2 separate regions of the Bombyx mori genome follow, and region 1 is linked to region 2. The links are chromatin contacts, called in public Hi-C maps. All regions are on one chromosome and are shown on one strand. The core of a region is the stretch at or near the end of the contact, and the rest is flanking DNA. Distances in the headings are between cores, read along the strand shown.

Region 1 (6,925 bases), core at 2,099-4,598, 410 kb after region 2:
GATAATTCATCTATTATATTAGAGTGATATTTTTTAACTGCATTTTACATGGACACCACTTAAAAAAGTTCTTAAGCTCATTCGATCCTTCGTATATGTGTATGACACATAATAGTATAATAATATGCAATAGCATTGTTGAGACACACCTTGTCTTAAGGATGGTGACTCAGAAAACTATTGAACTCCAGGTAAGTCCTAAGCGCATTGGCTAATTAAATGCAGTAAACTATTTTTAATAGACAAAACATTAATATAGCTTACCAATAACACAGCAACCATCATATCTGATACTTGTTGTGCAAGACCCAAATAGTATTCAGAGTCTGATCTGAATGCATCCCTAGTTACTGGATCATCTATACCTAAGCTCATGAGGTAGGATTTGAATCTAACTGTATCATCTTCTGAAATATCACCTTGTTTTTCCTGAAATTACCATTTGCAAGATTAACAGTACTATTTTGTGTCCATATGTTTATACTTTACAATTAGTAATTGTTTACATGAGACTTTCTTTTCTTATATTAACAAGTATTCTTAAAAAAGGATTCATGTGGATAAAATGAAATTATTATTATTATTATATTGTTTACATACCCTTATTTTTGTAGAAATATTCTTTGATAAAGATACCATTTCTTTTGCCTTCTCCATTAACTTAGTGAGGTCTTGAAACGCCACACTTATACTCTGATCTGTGGCTCTATGCTGTTCTTCTATACTTCTTTCAATTCCTACAATGCCTGACCTAATCTTAGAGTTTACAGCTGTGACTGTGGGTCTTGAGGCCGTTGTTGGGCTTGTAGCTGTTCTCGGAGTGTCAATTGGAGTTTGTCTTTCCCAAGCTTTGGCAGCAACAGCGTCACTTAAAGCTTTGTAAAAAGCAGTATCTACTCCATCTTTGAATGATAGTTTCACATAGTGAAATGGGCTCACTACTGCTGGACCAGGCCTTTTCCCTTAAATTATAAAGTTAATACTAAGTATTACACAAAATATTAAATTTTTATTATGATACCGATGTTTGTAAACACATGTTACAAATTTTAATGTATTTATTTAGAAAAATAAGGCACTTGCCTAATTTTAATACAGAATTTGAATGAACGCTACAAACACTTTTGAAGATGTTAAGATCACCATTCAAGTTAGTATTTCATTTCATTAAACACTCTATTTAATGTCTTGCAATTCAATGCCACATATAATCAAATTGGTTTATTGAACAATCACAAATATATGTAAATACATATTTGAAAGCAAATATTGAGTGGTTTGGAAAAGTGTGTGCATATTCAGTTCTAATAGGTTTTGATGAGATCTGATTTAGGCTAATTATTTAGCTGTCTTAACTTTGATATAGGCTCCGGTGACCACTTAAAACATGTGGGTCATGGCTTCTGGCATCTGCTCATAGAAAGTTATACAAACCTTTAGTCATTACCCCTAATCTTAAATACAGATTGCCTTGAGACAGGTTTATATTTATTATGAATTCAATTTAAAAAGAAAGAATGCTTACAATTTCAAAGATACTGAGCTTTTAAGCCTTGTCTCAAGGTAAGCAGCAAAATTTGCACAGTAGAAACCATGAGCCCGGGCAGGATCTTCATATCAAATGGCAAGTTCATTAGTCATTTTTCACTAATGAAAATCAAGCTTAATTTTTGATTTCATTGATAGCTTTAAAATATTTTTATTATTTTACCTGGCAGTGCAGGACCTAAATGCATTATTATTCTTTTTGGACCCCCAAGACCAAATACGCCACCACTTTCTTCTTCTAAACAAAACACATAATACAGATGGAGAGATAAACAAACTAAGCCTTTTGGTATATCTCCTGGTTTTCCCCATAGAAGTCTATGTGTTGTTAATAGAACTTCACCATCAATGAACTGGGTCTAAAAACGAAAACAATTGATTAAAACGCTTTTCAGTCTGTTTTCAAATTTAGTTTTAAAAATATCACCTTATCGTCACCATCGTAAATTTTAACATTTTTGTCTCGTTTTAAATAGTTTTCTCCATCGAATAATCTTGCCTCGATATACTCAAATCTGTCCATTACATTAAATTATTGATTGCTAAAATTAAATTTAATACACTGATGAAATAATAAACAACATTTATAGACCAAGGGTTTTTTTTTCTTTAAGTGATTTTATGACCTGGTAACTAAGACTTTTAGGTCATGTCTTATTTTAGTTTATACTCTTATTTTTATGAAAAATACTAATATAATATGGAGCGAAATGAAATGAAGATGATTAATTTGAGACATTAATCAACTGGGATGAAATTAAATGAAATGAGATGAGATGACATGGGATGAAATATAAATCTCAGTAAAATGGTGGTCATACTTTTTCTGTGGACTTTTTGAAGGATCCCGAGAAGTTACGTTCAGCGGCTTTGTTTCATTTTCATTTGTGCACTTTAACAGACTGATACTAAACAGATCATTTTATTCTTTATTTCTTTTTTATAAGCGCATTTTCATGGGTAATATAATATTGCTATGAATAAAAAGACTTAATAGTTCTAGATTGTTTGCTTCCTTGTCAGTATGTTTCTTCTATGCTATGCTTCTAATTTCCATTAGGCTTGGTAATGTTTCCTTCTTCTTTTCTTAAGTATGGCCATTGGCTTTTGACCATTGGCGACCAGAATAAAATCTTCCATTTTTAAATAAATATGTAATGAATTATTTTGAAACATGTTAGGAAGCGAAATAAGACTTTTTCAGTAGCTATATTGAAAGAAACTAGCCATGATCAGCGGCTTTCAATTGTATATTTGTGCATTTGCATCTTCATGCACTTTTGTGTTTTCACAAATGCTAAATAGTTCTTCTTCTTCTTCTTCCTAGTGGTACACTCTTGACAGAGCGGTATGACATTGGAGGAGACATCTCCAACACCACGGCGGTCTTGCATCCTGAGCGTCCACCTCTCAGCCCCATACAGAAAGATTGAAAAGATCAGGCATCTCATTAACAGAACTTTTCTGTTTTTGCTTATTCTGCGTCCTCTCCAAATTTTTGTTAGCCTCTTAACTGAGGATCTTGTCACGGCGCAATGTCTTCGGATCTCATCTTCCTTGCATCCTGCTATATGTTGGACTTCCGGCTGGTTGATGTTAGCACGATCTACGATCATCATTTTGGTCTTATCACGATTGATCGCAAGTCCAAAATCCAACGCTGTGGTCTCCAGCCGCCCAAGAAGCACCTCGATTTGACTGGTTGACACCGCAGGTACACTGGAGTGGAGGGTAGTATCATCAAATAGTTATAGACCACCGTAATGGGTTCCCGCCAAAAATCCATAGCAATGTCAAAAAGTAAAATAATCCCAATGTCAAGTGTCAAATACATAAAAATCTTGCTGAAACGAAATATAACCTATAAAATTTATTGGTTATGGTTGGTGTTAAAACAAAAAATGAAAGTAACCAAGCTGAAATAATTGACCTGCAATTTGCTATCTAACTACTGCACTTGCGCGCTTTAACCTTGAAAGTATAGTGAATTTTATTTAAACATTTAGATTTAAATCATAATGGCAGATTCTCAGGAAGATTTATTATTGAAAATTCAAGAACAGGGTGATCTTGTTAGAAAATTAAAAGCAGCGAAGGATTCCAATGAGAGGGTACGTGCCACATGAAAGTCTCAATCTTTACACGTACTTATTGTAATGTTACATCAGCCATCCTTTCCCTAACAGAAAATAAAATTTTCTAGGGAAAGGGCTTTAAAGAAGTATACAATTTTGAAGAAATTGACAAGCATTTAAGTCACTACAGCTATATTTGTGGCTATGTACCATCCAAACCTGATGTGGACGTAGCTAAAGCCTTAAAAAGCTTAGATTTTTCCAACTACAAATATATCAAGAGGTGGTGGAACCATATGCGGAGTTTCAGTGACACTGAAGTGTCACTTTTTCCGGATTTCCGGCAACCCAACTTTTTAAAATATAATAGTAAAAAAATATTAGAAAGTCAGGTTTGTGAGAAATCAATGTTGATTCTGAAATAGTTGCACCTTAGCTGTTTGTATGAACAGTGTAAGCAAAAGTAATTTTGTACACAATTAACGATATAATTTTGTTTATGAGTTAAATATTAGAGGACTAAATTAAATCACTCTTGTTTGACTGTTTACTTGTATGTATGTACATCAACTTGTAAACTCCTCATATGGTAATTTCATCATCAAAATAACAAAATATTCATCTTTTGTGTAATTTAATTGAATTCTTCAGTTTTTATGTTTTGTTTCCGGTTATAAGTACTAAAAAAGGTCTGGTGATGAAAATATCATTGTGGTGTTAAGTAAAGGGATATTATTGAAGCATGTCACACAAATTACTTACATTTTTTAAAACCCATGTAATGGCAAGACGATTATGCAATGCAGTTCAGAGAAACTGTCTGACAAAAAATGTTACAACATCATCTTGTCGCAAGGTATTGGAAAGTGCTTGATGCTCTTTGAGTTGCTAAATTTATAGGAAACTTAGGTTATACTTATTAACTTTGCTAGATTATTGTTAACTTGGCTTAAAAAAATATTTTTTTAAATGTAAATCAATAAGTAAGATTTTATTGTATTGTTAGTAATTAGTTTCTTTTCATGACCAATATCCAGTTTTATATCACAGAAAAAAATATTATAGTAATTTAAAAAAAAAACTTTTTTAGGTTAAAGAAGAAGTATCAAAGTTGTTGGCTTTAAAGGCTCAACTTGTAACAGAAGATGCAGGCCCACAAAAGTTTACTCTTAAAACACCAAAGGGAACAAGAGACTACAACCCACAGCAAATGACAATACGTAATAATGTATTGGATAAAATTATTACAGTTTTTAGGAGACACGGAGCTGAGTGTATTGATACACCTGTTTTTGAGCTAAAGGTAATTAAATTAAAAGTAATTGAAAATAGTTTTTTACATTACAAATCATTAATAATTAACTATAAATCATTTATTTTTAGTTGAAAGACGAGCTTAATTCTAATAATTGTTTTAGTTTGAGATAGTTTAATTGATCCAAATGGAATAAAATGTGTTTTTCAAACTTAAATGGACATAACTTTTTATTAAAATTATACTATCATACTATCTTACATACTACTTATTACATACTATCTATGAAATCATTTTATTATTGGTCAATTCAGGTACAGAGAATGGTTAATTTGAGTGAGGTTTTCCAAAATTTATGAAATCAAAGAACCTTAATTTATTAAGGATTAAAATGAAGAATAGAATATGAGTTATTAAGAACCTTAATTTATTTAATCAATATTTTAAGGACTGCTGATATAGCCTGACTGAATTGCTATTTTTTTTTAATTTACCGTTGTACTACAGGCATTACCAATGCTTATAAACATATATCTGTTTACCCTGTCTGCCACAACTGCATGTTCTTAAATAATAGATAAATAGACAAATAATATCAAAATGTTACTAATGAAAAGTAAAGCCATTTTTGAATTGCTTTAATTTAATTTTAGTTCAAATCTTTTAAATCATTTTTTTAGGATGTGCTTACTGGGAAGTATGGTGAGGATTCAAAATTAATATATGATTTGAAAGACCAAGGTGGGGAAATTCTTTCATTAAGATATGATTTGACTGTACCTTTGGCTCGGTATTTAGCAATGAATAAAATAACTACTTTAAAGAGATATCATATAGCTAAGGTGTACAGAAGAGACAATCCTGCCATGACTAGAGGAAGATACAGGGAATTTTATCAATGCGTAAGTATAAAATAAAATTTGATTTGGATTTATTTAACTATGGTCATAGATAACTCATTCATGCTTGTTCAAATTACAAATTAAAAAAGTGATAGTTTGAATAATTTCAATTTATTTTAAATAAAAAAAGAAAGCAATGAACACAATTTAAAATTACAAAAAAAAAAGATTTTAAAATATATTTTCATCCTTGAGCACGGATTATTTTTCTTACTTGGAAAAAAAGAAATAAAACAGTGTAATTTATGAGTTTTTTGAAAACCAATTGCATAATAATAATAAAGTAGTGCCCTTGTACTCTGTATCCTTATTGTTGTGTTTCTTCTAACAGCTGTGTGTACAAAATATATTAAATGATTGCAAATACATATAATTAGGTTTTAAAAAATACTTTTTTCTTTAATTTAATTCCGTGGTGTGGTGGTTTTTGGATCTTAAAATATGTATGGTACTTTGCAACTTGACAAAAAAGTTGTCTGTTGTCTTAAAGTTGAAATTTTTATTCCGATTTTCCCAAGAAGCCAGAAAATTAATCAGTTCGTTAAGGTTGTGGACAATGATTTTCGACTACTAAAATATTTTACCAGAATACTTTATCAACAATACAATTTACGTTTATTTTTTAGGACTTTGACATAGCTGGTATATATGATCCTATGGTACCTGATGCAGAATGCTTGAAGGTAGTGACAGAGATCCTAGAGGCTCTTGACATAGGACAATATATCCTCAAAGTGAACCACAGAAGATTACTTGATGGAATGTTTGAAGCTTGTGGAGTTCCCGCAGATAAGTTTAGGACCACATGCTCCACAGTTGATAAACTAGATAAGGTAAAGCATTAAAAGATACAAATTATAAATAAAACATACCTGTATATCATGCATAGTACAATAAATCTAGATTCATATAAAACAAAACAAAACTTATTGTAAAGCGCTAGGGCTACTAACTGCTTTAATGTCATTTCTGCAACAGTTTTATAGTCAACATGACAAGACTACATTTATCAAGAATATTCCCGATAGAACTACTCGTTTTGATAAGTGTTTTGGCTATTTGATAAAAAATGGCGTTGCACTTCCCCAGTGTTCTCGATATTACTAGTTCGTTAGATATTTGTTTCTGCTATTTGATGACAGATG
Region 2 (7,417 bases), core at 710-3,209:
TAGGTTTATGGCGTTTCCTTTTAGATTTCGCCAATTAGTTGAAATCTTTAGAATATTCCAACCTCAAAATACAAACCTGCTGAAAATATTGATTGAGTAATCTGTGCCATTGGATTCCATGACGCAGCTTCTTTATGTTGGGCTTTTAGTACTAAAATAATAGTTTTTCATTGATAGGTAAGTATCATGGATTGATTTTAACAAGAAAAGTAAATTTTGAACTTAATCATAATTAGATACCTAATTGTTGTGTTTTTGTTTTGAAAACATTTTATTTATGGTGCTACTCGATTAAAAACAATATTTTTTTATACTCCACACACTCTCAAATAATAGGACGTAGAACACTTTGTCAACTCAAAACAAGACCTTTATTGCTTTCTTTTAAATGTTTGGTTCTCGTGTTATGAGATTACCGAATACATTCACATATCCTATACCTAATAGGATGATAGATATGCTACACTTGCCCTACAAATAATCTGCATGTATTGAAGCTGTGAATAAGCAGGATGGATGTGAATAAGTGGCATGCAAGTCACCCATATTGGTCTAACTATTGCTGCTGAGTGAACATGGATCACAAATTGATTAAAATTTCTTATAAACATTTGAGGTAATGTGTTTGAACAGGGAATACTACACAAAAAAATTATATAATAAAGACTATTTGAGTCATTTTTTTTACTTTTGAAATTTGGAGTAATTATTAATTGCTTTGATATATGAATCTTTACAAATGATAACTGACAATGAAGATTTCTAGTTCAAGTATTCTTATCCTATTGAAAACAATATGAATAATTATAACGCAATAATATACAAATTAGTTGTGTTGACTGTTAATATGATTGTTAAGTTAATTTATGGCTCAATTTAGGTAATAATTTTAATCATAGTGATAGGTTCAAATGATGTATGAGCTGTTATTAAGCATTAACTGAGATGTCACTAACCTTCTTCAGCTGAGCGATGCTCTTTGCCTTCTTTTGGACTGTAGACTAACTGGAGAATGAGAGGACGCCGAGTGACTATCCCAGGACCCCGAGGCAGAAATGAGCGACCTACCAGGCTTTCTATCACTGAACTTTTACCAGAGCTCTAAAAATGCATAATTATTTTAAAAAAAAATTAAAGTAAGAAGAATTTACACCCATACTGAACAGATAATTTTTTATATCATTTTTTCTTATGATTAAAACTACGTTTCATGTTGCGTTTATTTATTGGCAATTTGCGACGGGCGACGGTCGTTCTTGTGGACAGTTTTTTAGTTTTTGTGGTTATTCTACAAGAACTGTAAAATACTCATTTCGTAATAGTTATCAAACTATCTAACTTTTTTTTCATAATAAAGAGTAGGTTTGCCATTCGATAAAACTAATAATTTGCTTTAGATTCGATCGAAGTCCATTTTTCCAAAGCAGAATAGGGTTCTTGTTGCAATTTATGTCTATTAAGACGTAAGCCATTCTTGCGTAGGTACATATTATTTCAATTCAATGAAACTGTACTACGGTCTTGGTCAATGACAACGTAGTTTAATTTGAATGAGGACAAAGAACTCTACTGACGTTTTTACATAACCACGACGATCTGTATGGCCTTTTATACCTTGTTAATAACAATGCTCAAAAATATAATAGTCTTGCTGAAATTCTAAAAGAATACTGGCCCAAATTTACCTGGGTTCCTAAAACAGCTATTTGGGGTAATTGAATGGCATCAGCTCCAACTGTATTGAACACATCTTGTAGTTTATTAATAACTGGTATAAGAGCTTCCATTATTTAAAAATATATAGGCACTTTTACAAATGCCTAAATCTAAGAGACACGTTGGTTTATCTGTTACGAAACGATAATTTTTTTATCAAAATTCAAAACAGACAGAAGACAGGCCAACCGGTAAAAGTCAGCCATATTGATTTTGTTAAAAATGAGGGATGCCTATTTGAAAACGATTTATTGAAGAATCGATTTTTTAAATAAGTTCGATTTTCTTTCAATTTACCAAAGAGTCGATTTCAGATAGGAGAAACAAATAAAAGACAATAATTTTGAAATTATTTTTTTGCTTTTTATTTGTTCATAATAAATAAATGTATTGCTTATTCAATAATTTATAATTGACTGATATTCAAATTTGTACTAAAGCCAACTAGGAACTGTCTGTTATGCTCTTAACCAATATGAGCCCAGTGGAATTCTCATGTTAAAGGAAAGTAGCAACAGTTCACACATATTTATTTAAAAATAGAAGAGCCAACATTAAAAAACACATTTCAAACGTGGCAAAGTAAAAATAATCATGCCAGTATTTTGTGAAAATTATTAAAATTTAAATAGATCTAAATCTAAGTTTAAAGATTCAATTATTGTATTTTTATAGCGTTGATGGTTGGACGAGCTCATGGCGCACCTGATATTAAGTGGTAACCGAAGCCCATAGACATTTACATCGTAAATGCCGCCACTCACTTCGAGACATGAATTCTAAGGTCTCCGTTTTTACAGTGCAACGGCTGCCCCACACTTCAAATCGAAATGCATTACTGCTTCACGGCAGAAAAAGGTGAGATGGTGGTGCTTACCTGTGCGGTCTCACTAGATGTCCTACCACTAGTAAATTCTCACTAAAAATGTGTGGAGGTATACGAGAAAGGGAAGATCTTCCACCAAGCGGGTGATATTGCTCGGTAGACCGACGGTCCCAAAATTTATATTTCGGAATTTGTATATAAGCAAGATAATCTTGAAAATATGGTAAGCGAGATTGAGGCATCTGTCGAATATTTTGTGTTCTGTGATGGCAACCACCACAAATGTGATCGAGAATTTAAGATTTGATTTGTCTGAGCTGATTTTTAAGTAGAAAAAATGGGTTGCCTGTAAAGTTGGCTTGCGGAAGATAGTTTTACGTGATTAGTACGTCATAAGAAACACTGATGAAAAATTGTATACTTTAATTAATTGAATTGAATTAATATCACTGAGTTATAATTTTTTATAAGGAATTAATTGAAAATTATTATTTTTTTCAATAAATTAACACTTGTGTCGATCGTACCTTTCTAACGGTAGTTTCGTTCTCTCGCTTGCACGTTCAGGCTCAGGCGGAACGTGTTACTTTTTCGTGTGTGCAGCCCGTTTTTATTGATTTATAAGACGTTATCACGTCAAAATAACATACAAGTTGATCATTAACATGACACAATAATATTTCAGGAACGCCGTGACATCTCTTTCATCAATGTAGGTTCAACGAGAGCATTTTATGGTAGGTAGCTGATTAGGTAGATGATGTTTCTACGACAGGCAGTGTCCGCGGGCGTCAGACCACTTTCCATCAAGTGGATTGTCTAATTAATCGCTTGTTAATACAAAAAGACACTAACACTAACTACATAGCCTTTTACATAGAAAACCTATTTTTTCTGTAAAGATAAATTCATGAAATTAACTGAAATTGAACTGAATAGGAGGAAATCAAGTTTTTTATTTATTAATTAATATTTTTAGCATGTGCTTCACTTATTGTAATTTATATTATGGTTGATTCCAATCGAAACAATAGCTTAGTGAAACTCGATTTTATAGTTTCTGAAAACGATTCACTGGGTCAACTGCTTGTTTACTATCGATTTTTTTTAAATTAGTTCTTCGAAAAGTAGATTTCAGACCACAGTCAAAAGAACTCTTAAATATTAAATGTGTATCTATGCTAAAAACTAGGTATAACACAATCAAAGACTTGACCTAAAGGTCTTAGTTACCAGGTCATAAAATCCCTTAAAAAATTATCACACTCATAATGACGTCCTACCGACTTAACTACTTATTGGTATAGAAATAAATACATAAATAAACACTAAATAGGGGAAACTGTGACCGAAAAAGTGTTTGGTGTATATTTTGATGTTTACTTTAATTTAATATAAAATGATTTAAATGCAATAACAAAGATTAAAGTGAAGCATCAAGTAATAATTACTAATAATTAACCAAAACTCTTGTTGTTTATCAGCTGAAAATATATCTAACGTGCCAAAATGTTTCGACCAGAAGTAAAGATCCTCAATTTACATAATGTATGATTATTGAAATAATTAAATTTTCTGACAGCCTCTTAACTTACAGGAAACAAATGTTGATGCCGGTCGTCATACGTCTAATTCGCAGTCCATTGAATTTGGTCCTTGGCATATTTCGTATGATGTCAGCCGTATACTACCCAGTATGTGTGCCACTAAGGTGGTTTGCGAGAGAGATGACGACCAATTTTGTCAGTTCTGCACGTAAGTAATAAGTAATCGTTAAATTGATTGAACTGAAATATAGAAACCGAATTGCAATGTTTGTATGAGTTTTCGTTGTTTCAATTATGGTTTTCGGTTTTACATTTGCTTATTAACGTATGTCCACTAATTATGAGTACAAAATGACAAACCTAGTTTAAAGGAGTAAACGGAGTGTGTAGGTGTCAACATAAATACTCACTGCCCTTGACATATAAGGTCAGTCTCATTTGCATTGTAAAAACAGTTATTCTATTGTACATGAGAATCAGACTAACCCATAACTGGCCCATAACAAAAAATTGCAATCATTGTACTGGCATCTATAGAAAAATTATCAATATTTCCCTCACCACTGTTAAGAGAATGTGCGATGTCCAATCTGATCTCTATTCATGTTACTGTTACCTGATGTTATAGTCATATGTATCAGATAGTTCGGATGTTCTCAAACACCATTCAATTTGAACCGAGTTGTACTTATTGTAATAGGTGGCTCACTAGCTGGGAATGCTCACATTACTTAAAAGTAAAATTAATATGTTCATAGTTGATTTATCAATTCCAGTTACTCTAAAGAGCTGAAGATTCCACATTTCCCTGATATGGTATTTCCAAAAAACAGATTAACATTAGCACATAAAAGCGGTGCTAGTATAAACTTTAATCCTCTGGATGCTCTTAAAAGGGTGGCTAGCACAGTGGAGCCAGTTGAAGTGTCCTGTTCTGAAGTGTGGATGCAAGCACGGTAATGAAACCTATTTAATCTGTGGGCTTAACTTTATTAATTGATGTCATATTTACTAAAATTGGATTTAGTGAAAAATACAATCTAATATAAGTTCTAAAAATTATTTGTTAATAAACTCAAGATATTATTATTCAAAGATTTATGGGTATATTGAGTAGATGTAAGAAGGGATACCTTTTATTGCTATTGTAAGATATAGCTAAAAATAAAAAAAGGTAAAAACAACGGACTTATACAAAAGTGACACCTACATTACCCATAGACATTTATTAGAACCTTACCTATTTTTATTTAAACAAAATATTCTTACAGTTGTTACAACATTATTTTTATTGTTGATAAGATACTGTTTTGGCAAATCATTGTAGTGCCCTCTTGCATCCAATTGGTTTAATAAGAGACTGAGAAACAAGCGTTTCAATGTTTGAAGTCATCGTGGCCTAAAGGATAAGACATCCGATGCATTCATATCTAGTGATGCACCAGTGTTCCTATCCCGCTGGAACGTACCAATTTATCTAATGAAATACGTACTTAACAAATGCTCTCAATTAACTATCGTGGTGAAGGAATAACATCGTGTAATAAAAAAAAAACCCGCCAAATTATAATTTGTGTAATTACTGGTGGTAGTACCTCTTGTAAGTCCGCACGGGTAAGTACCACCACTCTGCCTATTTCTGTCGTAAAGCAGTAATGCGTTTTGGTTTGAAGGGTGGGGCAGCCGTTGTAACTATACTGAGACCTTAGATTTTATATTTCAAGGTGGGTGGTGGCATTTACATTGTAGATGTCTATATGGGGTCCGGTAACCATTTAACAACCAGGTGGATTGTGAGCTCGTCCAGCCATCTAAGCAATAAAAAAAGTATTATTACAAATGAGTCGACTATTATCAAAGCCGGCAATGTGACTTTTGGACAATTATTGGTAAATCAGAAAAACGAATGATTGACTTTGTATTCCATTGGCAGTCACAAAACTCTTCTGAACGACATCTTAGATAAATAACAGGTTAAGTATTAACCTTTATTTAATGCAGGTTTTGAACCGTATTCTTTGAAGGAGACGATTATATTCAAATCAATCTGTATTGACATAACAATAACATTTTTTTGTCAAAATGCACAGATTGCCATCTTTGATAATAGACGACTCAAATAACAGTATTAACACAATGGTTGAAGTACATATGATGAATATTTTTATTTTAGACCATATGCAGAAAAGTTGAAGAAATCATTTGATTGGACTTTTTGTACAGATTACAAAGGATCTATCAGTGATAATATTACAGTTTGGGAAACTGAAGAGTCTATTGATTTTGAACTGTTAAAACAGAAAAACCAGATACTCTTCTACCATGATTTGACTTTATTTGAAGATGAGCTGCATGATCATGGTGTATCAAAGCTCTCAGTGAAAATTGTAAGTACACCATTAATATTTAGAAAATATTTAACATAAAGGATATATCGGGGCAAATATGATGATTCACCTACTTATTATAAAAATAATAATGATTGAATGTGATAATCTGATCAGCTCATCATAAAATAATTACTCTATGTTTATTACGATGAGAAATTGATGTTAAACAGTCCATTTTATTGTAAATTCAATACTTTAGAACGTGTAAACACGCGCACGTGTACTAAGCCCTATAAATACGGCCGTACTGTCTAGCGCTTGGTATTAACCCATAGACACAGCCCACTGAGTTTATCGCCGGATCTTCTCAGTAGGTCGCGTTTCCGATCCGGTGGTAGATTCTGCGAAGCATTGCTCTTGCTAGGGTCAGTGTTAGCAACACTCTGGTTTGAGTCCTTGAGCTCACCTACACACGTTAGGGTGAAGCTGAAATAGCCTCTCAAGGCTATCAGCATAGGTAGGAAAAAAAAGCGCTTGGTCATTCGTGCCCGAGCCGTAGTACAGTACGGATCTCTCTGGAACGTTGTTATGCTACTCGTAAAATATACGAAGCTCACCAAGTTCTCGTGAAGTTTTCTTTTGGAAACCCAAACATGAGTCATCGTCAAGACATTAATAACCGTGACGTCAGCAATGATGTGTGTGCAAGTACACTTTTTAAAAACATTGCGGAGGTTTCTTCTCCGTTAGATATAATAACTATAATAAGAAAAATAACTGGGAACATATCACGCACAGTAATCTGGCAGTGTCGGGACACACACGGACTGGCGACGTGAAGAATCGCAGCTTAAGCATTATTTGGCCAGTCACTCCGCCAAAGCCAAACGGAACAAACGAGTAGACATACACACTCCACGATGACGGTTTCCAACACACAGGGGACAGAAACCCTAAGACCCTTTTGATAGTCGTCGTGGCCTAAAGGATAATCCTAA

Evidence for each region. A called contact is a pair of places that touch in the nucleus more often than the background predicts.
Region 1: a contact with region 2 is called in a Hi-C map of posterior silk gland, with 2.1 times the contacts expected there. The contact joins the promoter of LOC101743685 here to the promoter of LOC101744411 in region 2. A contact is called at or near these places in 2 of 7 Hi-C or Micro-C datasets (posterior silk gland and whole pupa).

The regions. Positions count from the first base shown.
Region 1 is chr13:11,009,287-11,016,211 of ASM3026992v2, forward strand. LOC101743685 (histidine--tRNA ligase, cytoplasmic) reads left to right here and starts at 3,349. Exons shown (of 8, transcript XM_038014996.2): 1 at 3,349-3,659; 2 at 4,714-4,926; 3 at 5,559-5,780; 4 at 6,407-6,613. The coding sequence starts at 3,567. LOC101747178 (vacuolar protein-sorting-associated protein 36) reads right to left here and starts at 2,203. Exons shown (of 7, transcript XM_004927761.5): 1 at 1,976-2,203; 2 at 1,712-1,907; 3 at 601-962; 4 at 265-429. The coding sequence starts at 2,071.
Region 2 is chr13:10,605,315-10,612,731 of ASM3026992v2, forward strand. It overlaps LOC101744411 (dynamin-1-like protein), which reads right to left and starts at 1,960. Exons shown (of 14, transcript XM_038015160.2): 1 at 1,686-1,960; 2 at 957-1,101. The coding sequence starts at 1,787. LOC101744267 (TIP41-like protein) reads left to right here and starts at 3,663. Exons shown (of 6, transcript XM_038015018.2): 1 at 3,663-4,066; 2 at 4,140-4,297; 3 at 4,866-5,045; 4 at 6,263-6,476. The coding sequence starts at 4,052.